2 separate regions of the Mus musculus genome follow, and region 1 is linked to region 2. Evidence: chromatin contacts called from public promoter capture Hi-C data. All regions are on one chromosome and are shown on one strand. Each heading gives the region's core, a stretch centred on a gene start, on an enhancer-like site or on the middle of the called end of the contact. The rest is flanking DNA. Distances are from core to core; before and after follow the strand shown.

Region 1 (5,452 bases), core at 1,827-4,326, 4.0 Mb after region 2:
CACGAAGAAAGCTAATTCTAATGCTTTGTAAGCTTTTCTGGAATGTATTAAAGACAGAAAAAAATGGTGATGAAGTTCTCAAATCTTACAAAGTTAGCATAATTCTGAAACTAAAACACAGACATTGCTGTGTCTCCACTCACTGACAGCCATATAAGCTAATTTTATTTAAAAATATGATGACAGAACCAACAAAATGACTCCGTAGGTAAAGGTGCTTGCTGCTAAGCCTGATGACTAAGTTCAACCTCACAGGATAGGAAAGGAACCAATTCCTGTAAATTGTCCTTTGACCTCTAACATATACCATGGTCTGCCTGTCTATCTCTGTCTCTGTCTCTCTTTTTCTCTCATACACACACACACTCAAAATAAAATAGGGTTATCTTTCTAAAGTGTTATCATAAAGCTTAATAAAATACTACTGTTACTCAGGTGGTAGAGCTCTTGCCTACCATGTGGGAAGTCCTGGATTTGATTCTAGTGCCCCATAAATTGAGTGTGATGGTACACACTTGGAATCCCAGCATTCAACAGGCGGAGGCAGGAAGCTAAGGTCATGCTCTGCTACGGAGAAAGTCGGAGATGGCCCATGCTTTGTGAGCTCCTAGGTCAACATAAAACACTAACCTAGTCCCTGGTACGGTGAGCACATGCCAGCGGAAGAATATTTGGGCAGCACACAGTCTTGAAGATTTTAAAAAGACAGCTAAAGGTGTGTGGCCTGGGAAGGGAGTGGGTCTCAGAAGAGCTGGTGGGGAGTAAGACCAAACCACACCTTAAACAAAACTCCTGAAGAAAGTAAAAAAAAAAAAAAAAAAAAAAATCCAGGGACCTACAAATATGGCTTAGGGGTTAAGAGCATCTGATGGTTTTACACCCAGCACCTACACAGAGGCTAACAACCATTTGTAACTCTATTTCCAGGGGATCTAATACCCTTTCTGACCTACGAGAGCACTGAATACATAACTACACATAAATATATGCAGCAAATAAATATATAAAACAAAATAATCGACCCATTGGCTCCAGCTTTACAGCTTATGTGTGAGAATTCAATAAAAGATACAGACCCAGATTTGAAATATCTGGACATCCATAGAAATGACAGGGAAAGAATTGTGGTAAAAATATGATTGTTAGAATATTAACCAGACCCCAAAGTTCTGAGGAACTCTGTTCCTTGGCTGAAATTTCCAATGTGAAAACAAAAAAAAAATTTTTAAAGGCTGCCCTTTACACATAGGCATACACATATACTAGTTAAATAAAAAGACAGGATACATATAAAATGATGCCGTTCACATAGCATTCAAAAATACTGAAAAAATATTCATAGTTCTAGACGATGCAGATATTCAACTTTAAGCTGGTGATAGGAACATAATCTTTTAAAAATAATTTATTTTTATTTCATGCACATTGGTGTTTTGACAACATGTATCTCTGTGTGAAGGTGTCAGATCCCATAGAACAGGAGTTATAGGCAGTTGTGAGCTGTCATGTGGGTGATAGGAATTGAACCTGGGTCCTCTGGAAGAACAGCCAGAGCTCTTAAACCACTGAGCTAAGCTAGCTCTCCAGCTCCCGCAAACAGAATTTTGATGACTGTCTATGCATGTGTGTGAATGTACGAACACTCACAACACTGTCTTACTTAAGATTTCACGATAAAGACCTTCAATCTAAAAGCTAATCTACACACGATTCACATACGGTTTTTATACTCCAGAATCATCTCAGTCATCCTCTCTTCTTCCTTTAATTTCAAAGACATCTTTTCTGAAAGACAAATTACAAGAGATATTTGAATCCCGCTGAAATAACAGTAAAAAATAAATAAGGTCAGCAAAATCCACAAGTTAGGAGTTAAGGGCTGGCAGTACCTGAAAACGCTTTCATGGAGTCCTTGAAGGCGTCTCTAAGTCCCAGCACTTGACTATGATTATCATCGAGTCTGTTTCTGAACTTATCCCCAAATTCATTGATGCTTTGATTTAAGAGTGCCAATTCGTCTTCACCCATTATGTTTTAAGACACTGCAAAACAGAGCACAAAGCTGTATTTTAGTTGCTATCGACACCAAATAAGCCACATTTTCGAGTTTATGTCTGCAGGTTGACTTTGCTACAGAATGGTTAATAATTGAGCAACTCAGCTAGCATAAAGGCAGACTTTAATTCCAACATTTCCAGCTGGGGGCAGGAGAATCTGAGGTAAAGGTCAGCCAACGTCAGGACCAGTCTGATATACAAGAGACCTTTTCTAAATAAACACAACAGGGTGTGAACTAAACGCCTTTTTTCGCCTTTTGTCCCAGCACTGTCCCAGCACATCGGAGGCAGAGAGGCAGAGAGGCAGAGGAAGGTATTTGAGTTCAAAGATAGCCTGGTCAACATTGGGCCAGAACCTAATAAAATGTAAAATAAGATAAAAATAATCCACTAACAGTCCGGTAGTTAGCAACAGGATGATCCAAGCCAATTTGGGCTTAACTGTGGTGGATGTGCATCAATCTGTTCTGAAGGCATGAAGGGAGGTGGAGGAGAGGAAAGAATATGACCAAAACAAGGTTGCACGAAGCTTTCAAGTCATGTTTTAACAGGACCCCGGTGTCACTCCGCTTCTCCTAAAGGACCTGCTCGCAGGCAACGAGACCGAGACTCGAAGAGGTTGGGGGACAGACAGACCTGCAGGTTTTCTGCATCAGACCCCTGGCCGACTGCTCCGTCCACTCCTCCCCCTGCAGGGCGGAAGAGGGGAGTGTGATCGGGACCGAGCAGCGCCAGGACCCGAACTCCGCGGCTAACAGCGGACGCCCGCATTCCAGGCTCTGCGGACCCACGCCGACATGCCCAGGCCGGCTTCCCTCAGCCCGGGCGTGCGGTCGGCGAAGCCCCACAACCCTTCAAACGGCTCCCGACCTGAGCGGCCAGGAACGCCGCGGTCTCCACCAGACTGGACCTGTCCGGCAGGAACCAGCCCGCCGCTCTTCCGTCTGCTGCTCCCGGGTCTGCTGCTCCTCCAGCGCGCAGTCTTTCAATTTCAAACTCTCCACCGCCTGCTTACCCGCCCTTCAACTCCGTCTTCTGATTGGCTGACAGGGCAGACTCTCCGTGCAAGGATTGGTTGATATCGGCCTGCGGAATTCTCGCGGACAACTATGGAGCAGAGCATTCTGGGATTCGTAGTTCTTTGCTGAGACAGCTTGGGACGCGGTCTATAGTGAAGTAGAAGGGCTTGCCCCAGAATGAAGAAAAAAATGTAAAAATTGAAATTTAACTGCTTTCTTTTATGACATATACTTCCTTCTTCCTTGCACTCGTTTTATTTTGGAAATGACGGAAAATCCTCTTGAACAGACTCCAGTTATGATTGATTAGGCTGAAACATCCTGAAAGTTACCAAACTATTTACCCAAACTTAATGTTTGAATTTCCCAAGCTTTTCTAACATTGATTTATCGTGAGTATTTTACTTATTTAATTTTTATGTTTGAACGTGTTTACAGAAGGGGGCATCGGATCCCCTGGAACAGTTGTGAGCCACTGATAATCAAACTCCTCTCCTCTGCCTGAGGAGCAGACGCCCTGCAACTTTGAGCCATGTCGCCAGTCCTTCAGCTGTTGATTTTAAGACCTACTGGCAAAAACAAGCTCCTGGATCTCGCAGAACTTCAAACTGAATGGGATCAGAACACTGTATACTAAAGTAACCGGTGCTCCCTGAAGAGAGACAGATGGAAGCCACCAAGTTATTAAACATATAATTAAAAATACACATAATTTTAAAAAATAGTAAAGATTTTAAGCTAAGATTTGTTAGAAGACAACTTCACAGATGAAACAGACTTGCTAACTACATCTTTCTTTGTAAAACTGAGAAAGATAGGGAATTGAGAATATGCCCTTTAAAGAAAAGGAACTTGAAGTGTGGTGGCACACGCGTTTAATCCCAGCCCTTGGAAGGCAGAGGCAGGCGGATTTCTGAGTTCGAGGCCAGCCAGGTCTACAGAGTGAGTTCCAGGACAGCCAGGGCTACACAGAGAAACCCTGTCTTGAAAAACCAAAAAAAAAAAAAAAAAAAAAAAAAAAGAAAGAAAAAAGAAAAGAAAGAGAAAACAAGGAACTTGAGATGGTCAATATTAAAAAAAAATTATTGTTATTTTCATCTTTGATTATGATAATTGTTTCTGAAAATAACCCTTTGCTTGTAGACCATACTAATATTTCTTTGATTCCCTTTAAGCATCCAAATGCCAACTATAAGATTAAGCTACCAGATTATGGCTATTTTATCCCCAAGTGGTGCACGCCTTTAATCCCAGCACTCAGGAGGCAGAGGCAGATGGATTTCTGGGTTTGAGGCCAGCCTGGTCTACAGAGTGAGTTCCAGGACAGCCAGGGCTACACAGAGAAACCCTGTCTCAAACCCCCCCCCCCAAAAAAAACAAAACAAAACAAAAAAAGAACTGAAAATCAAGACTATGAAGTCTGGACAAGTTACCATCCTTGACCTTGACCTTGTCATCATCATTCAGCACATCACAGTATACCTGATGCTCAGTGTCTCGCCTGGGGCCATTATTAACAAATTTGGCCATATAGGAGGCAGAAAAGTGCATACCACTCTGCAGACGATCTGGGTTGGGTTCCCAGCACCCAAGTGTCTCCATGGGCACCCACACTCACATGTATGTATGGCTCCCGGACAAACACAATTTTTACTTATTTATTTACTTTATGTGTACAGGTGTTTTGCCTGTGTGCCAATGTGAGTACCTAGAGTCCTTGGCAGTCAGAAGAGGGCATCAGGTCCCCTGGAACTGGAGTTATGAATGGTTGTGAGCCACCATGTAGGTGCTAGGAATGGAACCCAGGTCCTTGGAAGTGCAGTCAGTGTTCTTTTTTTTTTAATATTTTTTAAAGATTTATTTATTTATTATATGTAAGTACACTGTAGCTGTCTTCAGACACTCCAGAAGAGGGAGTCAGATTTCATTCCGGATGGTTGTGAGCCACCATGTGGTTGCTGGGATTTGAACTTTGAACCTTCGGAAGAGCAGTCGGGTGCTCTTACACACTGAGCCATCTCACCAGCCCGCAGTCAGTGTTCTTAACCACTGAAGTATCTCATCAGACTGACCAAACATAATAAAAAACATATATGTATATGTATATATGTGTGTGTGCCACATCACCTCCAGTAGCATCTGTGTGACAAGTTCCACAGACTGAGGTGTTTGATCTCCAAAGGGGGAGGCCTCCTGGAACCGGTTGTAGAACTCTTCGCCAGAGAAAAAATATTGAGCCATAGTTCTCATGGTAATCTATCTGTTTTGTTTTCTCTTATTCCTTTTATTATTTACATGTTCCTGGTGGCCTAGACCGAGATCTTAATCGAGAATAATGGGTAAGAAACCATCCCTAGAGGTGGGGCCACTAACATG
Region 2 (5,291 bases), core at 1,730-4,229:
GGAGGGGGGCAAAGTTTCAAACTTAGGAATCTCCACAAGATCTAAACTATATAAACTATAGAACTCTGTTAACCATTCAGCACCCATATGTTAAAACGTAGATTACTATTACCTTAGTCAGAAGGCATTCAAATCAATTAACACAGTGAGCAGGCACCCCAGACCTCAGGTTTTACTAATTGGCTCAGTAACTCAAGCAAAGAGCTTCCTCCTCCCCACCCCCACCCCCACCCTTGTAAAATATGAAGCTGCATTGATTTGCCCTTCAAATAACCTGTTACAACAGAGTAAACCTTGGAAAATTACAGACAACAGAGGACTTCTTTTGAACAACAATATCCACGGATAAGAACTAAAGTAGGCCTCACCAGCTATTAGGCTATTGAGTCATGATATAATTAGTTCTATAGTAAGGAACCTACCTTCAAAACCAACAATTATATCATATTAGGATTGCACCCTGCACCTCCTAAATACTCTCATTTTCCCACAATTTAAACTTTTTTAAAGGTCTCAATTTTTTTTTTTTTTTTTTTTTTTTAGAAAAAGCAAACACTAATCCTGAATACTCATCAGACATGACAGGCACTTGGAATAGACAAGTGGGAGAGGGCAAGCCACTAGAAGCTCTTTTTTTTTTTCTTAAAAGAATACTATTAGGTATTATGGCAGTTTATTTACAGGAGCATTTTCCCAGATATCTTCCCTGAAGTTTGAAAGGTAAGCACAAAGGTTCTTTAAAATATTTTCCTCTTTAGGGTGCAGTGGTGTATTCCTGTAACCTCAATTTTGGGAGGCAGAAACAAGAGGTAACCCTCAACTATAAATGCAGTTGCAGACCAGCCTAGCCTAAAGGAGTCGCTGCCAAATAAATAAATAAATAAATAAAGTCATCAAGCAATTAAATATATGCATACTTTCAAGGAACTCATTTGTTTAGCCCCCAAGTTCTCAAGCATAAAACCCGGGGTATTCTAGGCTTGTCACTAGAAAGCTCTATATTTCATCACCGAGCTCTCCGGCCTCACCTATTTTGTTTAGAAGAACCGATTCCTGAGCATCTGAGACTGCGTGTTGTGTAAGTGTATTACACAGACACACACGGGAATTCTCTGCTGTTTTCTGAGAGTCTAATTCAGTTTTGTGTGAAAGCTTGTATGACATTAACTTACATTAATCCACAGCTCTGTCTCCAGGCCTTGCTTTACCTCATCCTACCGACACACTTACTCTCCATACGGTAAAAATATATGGAAGGAGACACATTAGTATCTAAACGGTGGAAAGCCGCCCCCCCAAGAAAAAAGTAGCGCTCTACAGCAATAGGGGATATTTGCATGGAGGAGATCGAAATTTAGAGGAAAAAAGAACGAATTCATACACTGCATGTTTCCTCTATGTAAGCATTACACTAAATATCTGTTAGATTAGTCATGTTGCCTTGAGACTCTTCCATGTTTCCTCTAGACAACTGCCAATGCTCGCATGGCCTCTGATGAATAAACATGCTGTGACTTGCTCCTAAGGAAACGCCTGTCATGTTCCAGGGAAAAATGACTTCTTCACTCTTAAACCAGGGGAAAAAAAAAAAAAAGAACGACTTTCATTCATTGCTTACAAAGTCGCCTGTTCCTTAATGTTCCAATTTCCGGAATTTTCATACTCTGCTTAAGGCATTTCTAGGTTCTGATTAACAAAGAAAAAGAGAAACTGGGGGTGCTTTATGGCAAAGAGGCTACATGACAGCAGTGAGGCGGTCTCACCTAGGACAGGGTTGTGTAGCTTGACCATTTACTACGACAAAGGTTATTCTCAAGTTCTCCTTGGCCCTTGCAGGACTACCTGTTCCCACCACTGTTTACCCAAACGTTTAACAGAGTGATGTTTAGCATATTTGGCAGGAAGGCATGCTTCATTTAATATTAACTCACCATGTGACAGCCCCTTCCCTTCCAATCGCTCCTCAAACACGTGACGGTAAAAAAAAAAAAAAAAAAGTATAGGTGTTTGCCAATGCGACTGACTTCGCACTCGGCTTTGGCATCACCAATTGGCCAGAAGCACATACACACACACACCCCCAGTCAGAGGCGAGCACCCCGCCTGCTCCCGGAACTGTCAAGCCGGGCTGACAGCTGGCACACCTTGCTGCGCCCTCCGTGGACTTTCAGGAAGCCCCTTCCTTGCAGTCACCTTGACAGAAACCATCCTCCTGGGCTGGAGCGCTTGGCTGTGGAAACTTTTCCTTCCTTTCCCGGAGCGCGCTTACAGGTGTCGTCCCCCCCGCCGCTACAGAGCCCCAACAAGGGGCCCTTTGTTACCACTTTTGCTCCGGGACTCCTCACCCAACGCCTGCCATTCGCCTGGCCTTCCGTAACCCCGATCGGAAAGCTTGCCCAAAGTACCGAACCCCCCACCCCGACTCGTCCGGGAGGACGCAGTCTCCCGCCCGCGTGTGGGTCGGCCCGGGAGCCCGGCGGCCCCGCGGGGAGCTCGCCTCGGGCAGGTGAAGCGCGCGAGGCCTCGGCGGCCGGGAGGGAGGCTTACTTACCCTGCGGAGCCCGCGGGCTGCATGGCGGGGGTGCGGGGCGCGCTGCGGGGTAGGGGATCCGGGACGCTGCGGTCCATCGCGCTGCTGGCCGCGGCGCGGGCTCGGGCTCGGAGGCGGCGCGTCACTGCTAGGGTGGGAGAGGCCGGCGGGTCAGGGCGGGAGCGGCCGGGCCAAGAGCCCGCCTCGACCCACGGCAGCCAGGGGCGGCCCCGCCTCCCCGGGGCGCTTCCACCTGCCGGTCGGTCCCTGCCCGAGGGCGCCGCGACGACGGCTACAGGTCCCCGCCCCGGCCGCAGCCCGCAGCCAGTCCCGGGCGAAGGGGCGGCGCGCGGCAGCCCGGGCTGTGAAGGAGGAGGAGGAGCGGACCGGGCGCGGGACGGTCGCCACGCCCGCAGTGCTTGGGCTCCAGCGGCCCGCTGCGCACCAACTGAATCCCGTGCAAACTTTTCCGGAGGAGCTGCGAACCACAGCGCCCCCGCCTTCCCAAGCCACTGCCCGCTTTAGGGGACCCGGCCCGTCCAGGCTCCGCTCCTCCCCCGCACGGCTAGCTCGGACGCCCGGAGCGAGCGCGCGGCGGAAAGCGGCCGGCCCCCGGCCGCCGCGCCCGCGCCCCAACTCACCCTGCCCCATGGCCCTGCCGGGAGCCCCGAGCTCGCAGCCGCCTCGGCCACCTCGCTCTGCAGAAGTGAGGGTGACGAGGTCAGCATCGGAGCGAGCAGAGCAGCCAGCCGGAGAGGGGACGGGTAGGGCGAGCGGGCGGGGACGTGGAGCGAGGAGGAATTTCCTACCCCACCCCGCACCCCTCCGCGGAGCACGCGGCTTTTAGGTACCGCGGGGGAGGCCGGTGGAGAGGAAGCGTCTAGGCTGCTCGTTTTAGTCCCCACTGACACTGAGTAGCTTTGGGAAGCCTCGCGAACCCAAGAGGAAGAGTGGGCGGACAGGGAGGCTACCTGGCCAGCAAAACCCCAGGGAGGACCCAAGCTGTAGCGGAAGTGAGGAGAGCTCATGGACCGAGTCCTGCTGATTGACCACCTGCAGTCTGACCTTCGAAGTGCAGGATTTTCTTTTTAACCTTACTGACCCCTACGGTTGCTAGCCCTTAAAAGGCACCTCTGACATTGTGATCTTTTTAATCCCTGGCAGGTTTAAGCTCGTCCAGTCTTCCCAGACATGCCTCTCTTGATGTAAACAGCCAACAGCTGGGATTTGAGGACTGGACGTTCTCATGATGACAGTCTATAAGCTAAGAAAGAACAGCAGAGATTTAGTGGCCTCCTGGAAGTTTCACAGGAATAAAGGAATCTCAGACAGTGCTTGCTTGTTTGTAGTTTCGGTTCCTGCAAGAGTTCTTCTCAGAGGAGACGTGCCACCTGACAACCGGGTGCATATTGTCTCCTTACCCTTAGACCCTTGCCAACTGTTTTAAAGTAAATCATATTGATGAGTCCAAAAGCGAACATCAGGAAATAATGCTAAATTAAAAATATATAAATGGATACCTCAAGTGGCAAATCTGTAGGCATAAAAACATGATGTAGGATAACAAAGGACTTAACATTTTTGGTTCACATTAAAATTAAACTAGTATTTATAACCCGTGCTTAATTAAAGGTTCTTTGTTGCTCATTCATTACAACCACCACCAATAATTTCTGGAACCAAAAGTACTAACTACTACTCCACATAATTGGATTTTGTCTCTTTCCTCTCCCTTGTGGTGAATATGGTCTCAGTACATCTTTGAATATGAAATGGAGGTGAAGATCGTGGTGACTTCTGCGATGACTGTGTTAGAACTCTATCATTAAAAGTTGCTTTTAAATAATTTGACTAATAACGAGGCAATTGTTTGAAATGGATCTGGATTTTAGACTTTAAATAATAACACTGGTTTGACAAGTTCATGAATCCTTTCTGACCGTAAATGGATAAGCAGATTTACAGCTGTTGCATAGACAGGCTGTAAATAGCAAGGAACACTGAAACTACTTAAAGTTTATAACTTTGAATCACAGGATCAAGCACTTAATTAGTTTCAACCTTGATTTATGGCATCCTAGTACTATTATGGATTCCAGTTAGGCTAATCTTTAAGAGATTTTTACAACATTTCGTAACTGCTGAGTGCAATTTTCATGACACCACTTTTCCCTTACATCCTTTTGTTCTTGGGCACCGGGCAGGGTCATACTTTCCACACACTGAAATTGAGCCTACCCAAATGGCTTGCTTGACAAGTGAGATGTTTCATTTCCTGGTAGAATCACGTTAAGGAGAGTGCTGAGCCTGCTGTAACCTACTCTTGTCATCCTGCAGAGATGGGTCAAGATGGAGGTGACACTAAGTTGAAGGATCCTAAATATGTTACACTATTACCCTGAGCACCTCTTCTTGGAGAGGCTCGGGGTTTGCAGCAGAATCCCCCAAAGCACTAATTATCTATTTTGAGATTAAGTCAATAAACTGTTCAGCATCTTTCAGAACCAAGACTATACTTCATATTCTTATACATTACTGTCTATGCTGTAATCTTGTAACTGCATAATTTATCGGCAATGGTAATCATTGTTTTTAAATAACCCCCCTTTTTTTTAACATAATGCTGGAAAACAGCCCCTTCCCAGTCCCTCTGAAAGTTGTCCAAGTCTGTCCAGATGTTGCTCCATTTTCTTGTTTGGAAATCTCCCCTCCAATTTCATCCAATCATCATCAATGCAGGGATTGTCTCAGATATTATCAC

What was found. Promoter capture Hi-C pulls out the DNA fragments that hold promoters and counts their contacts.
Region 1: a promoter capture Hi-C map of pre-B cells shows a contact between it and region 2, with 2.2 times the contacts expected there. The contact joins the promoter of Spc25 here to the promoter of Cobll1 in region 2. A contact is called at or near these places in 2 of 39 promoter capture datasets (liver and pre-B cells).

The regions. Positions count from the first base shown.
Region 1 is chr2:69,203,137-69,208,588 of GRCm38.p6, forward strand. It overlaps Spc25 (SPC25, NDC80 kinetochore complex component, homolog (S. cerevisiae)), which reads right to left and starts at 3,077. Exons shown (of 7, transcript NM_001199124.2): 1 at 2,928-3,077; 2 at 1,890-2,042; 3 at 1,720-1,785. The coding sequence starts at 2,028.
Region 2 is chr2:65,235,812-65,241,102 of GRCm38.p6, forward strand. It overlaps Cobll1 (Cobl-like 1), which reads right to left and starts at 2,980. Exons shown (of 14, transcript NM_177025.6): 1 at 2,552-2,980. The coding sequence starts at 2,628. It overlaps Gm13594 (a long non-coding RNA gene), which reads left to right. Exons shown (of 2, transcript XR_001783320.2): 1 at 1-2,271; 2 at 3,695-4,385.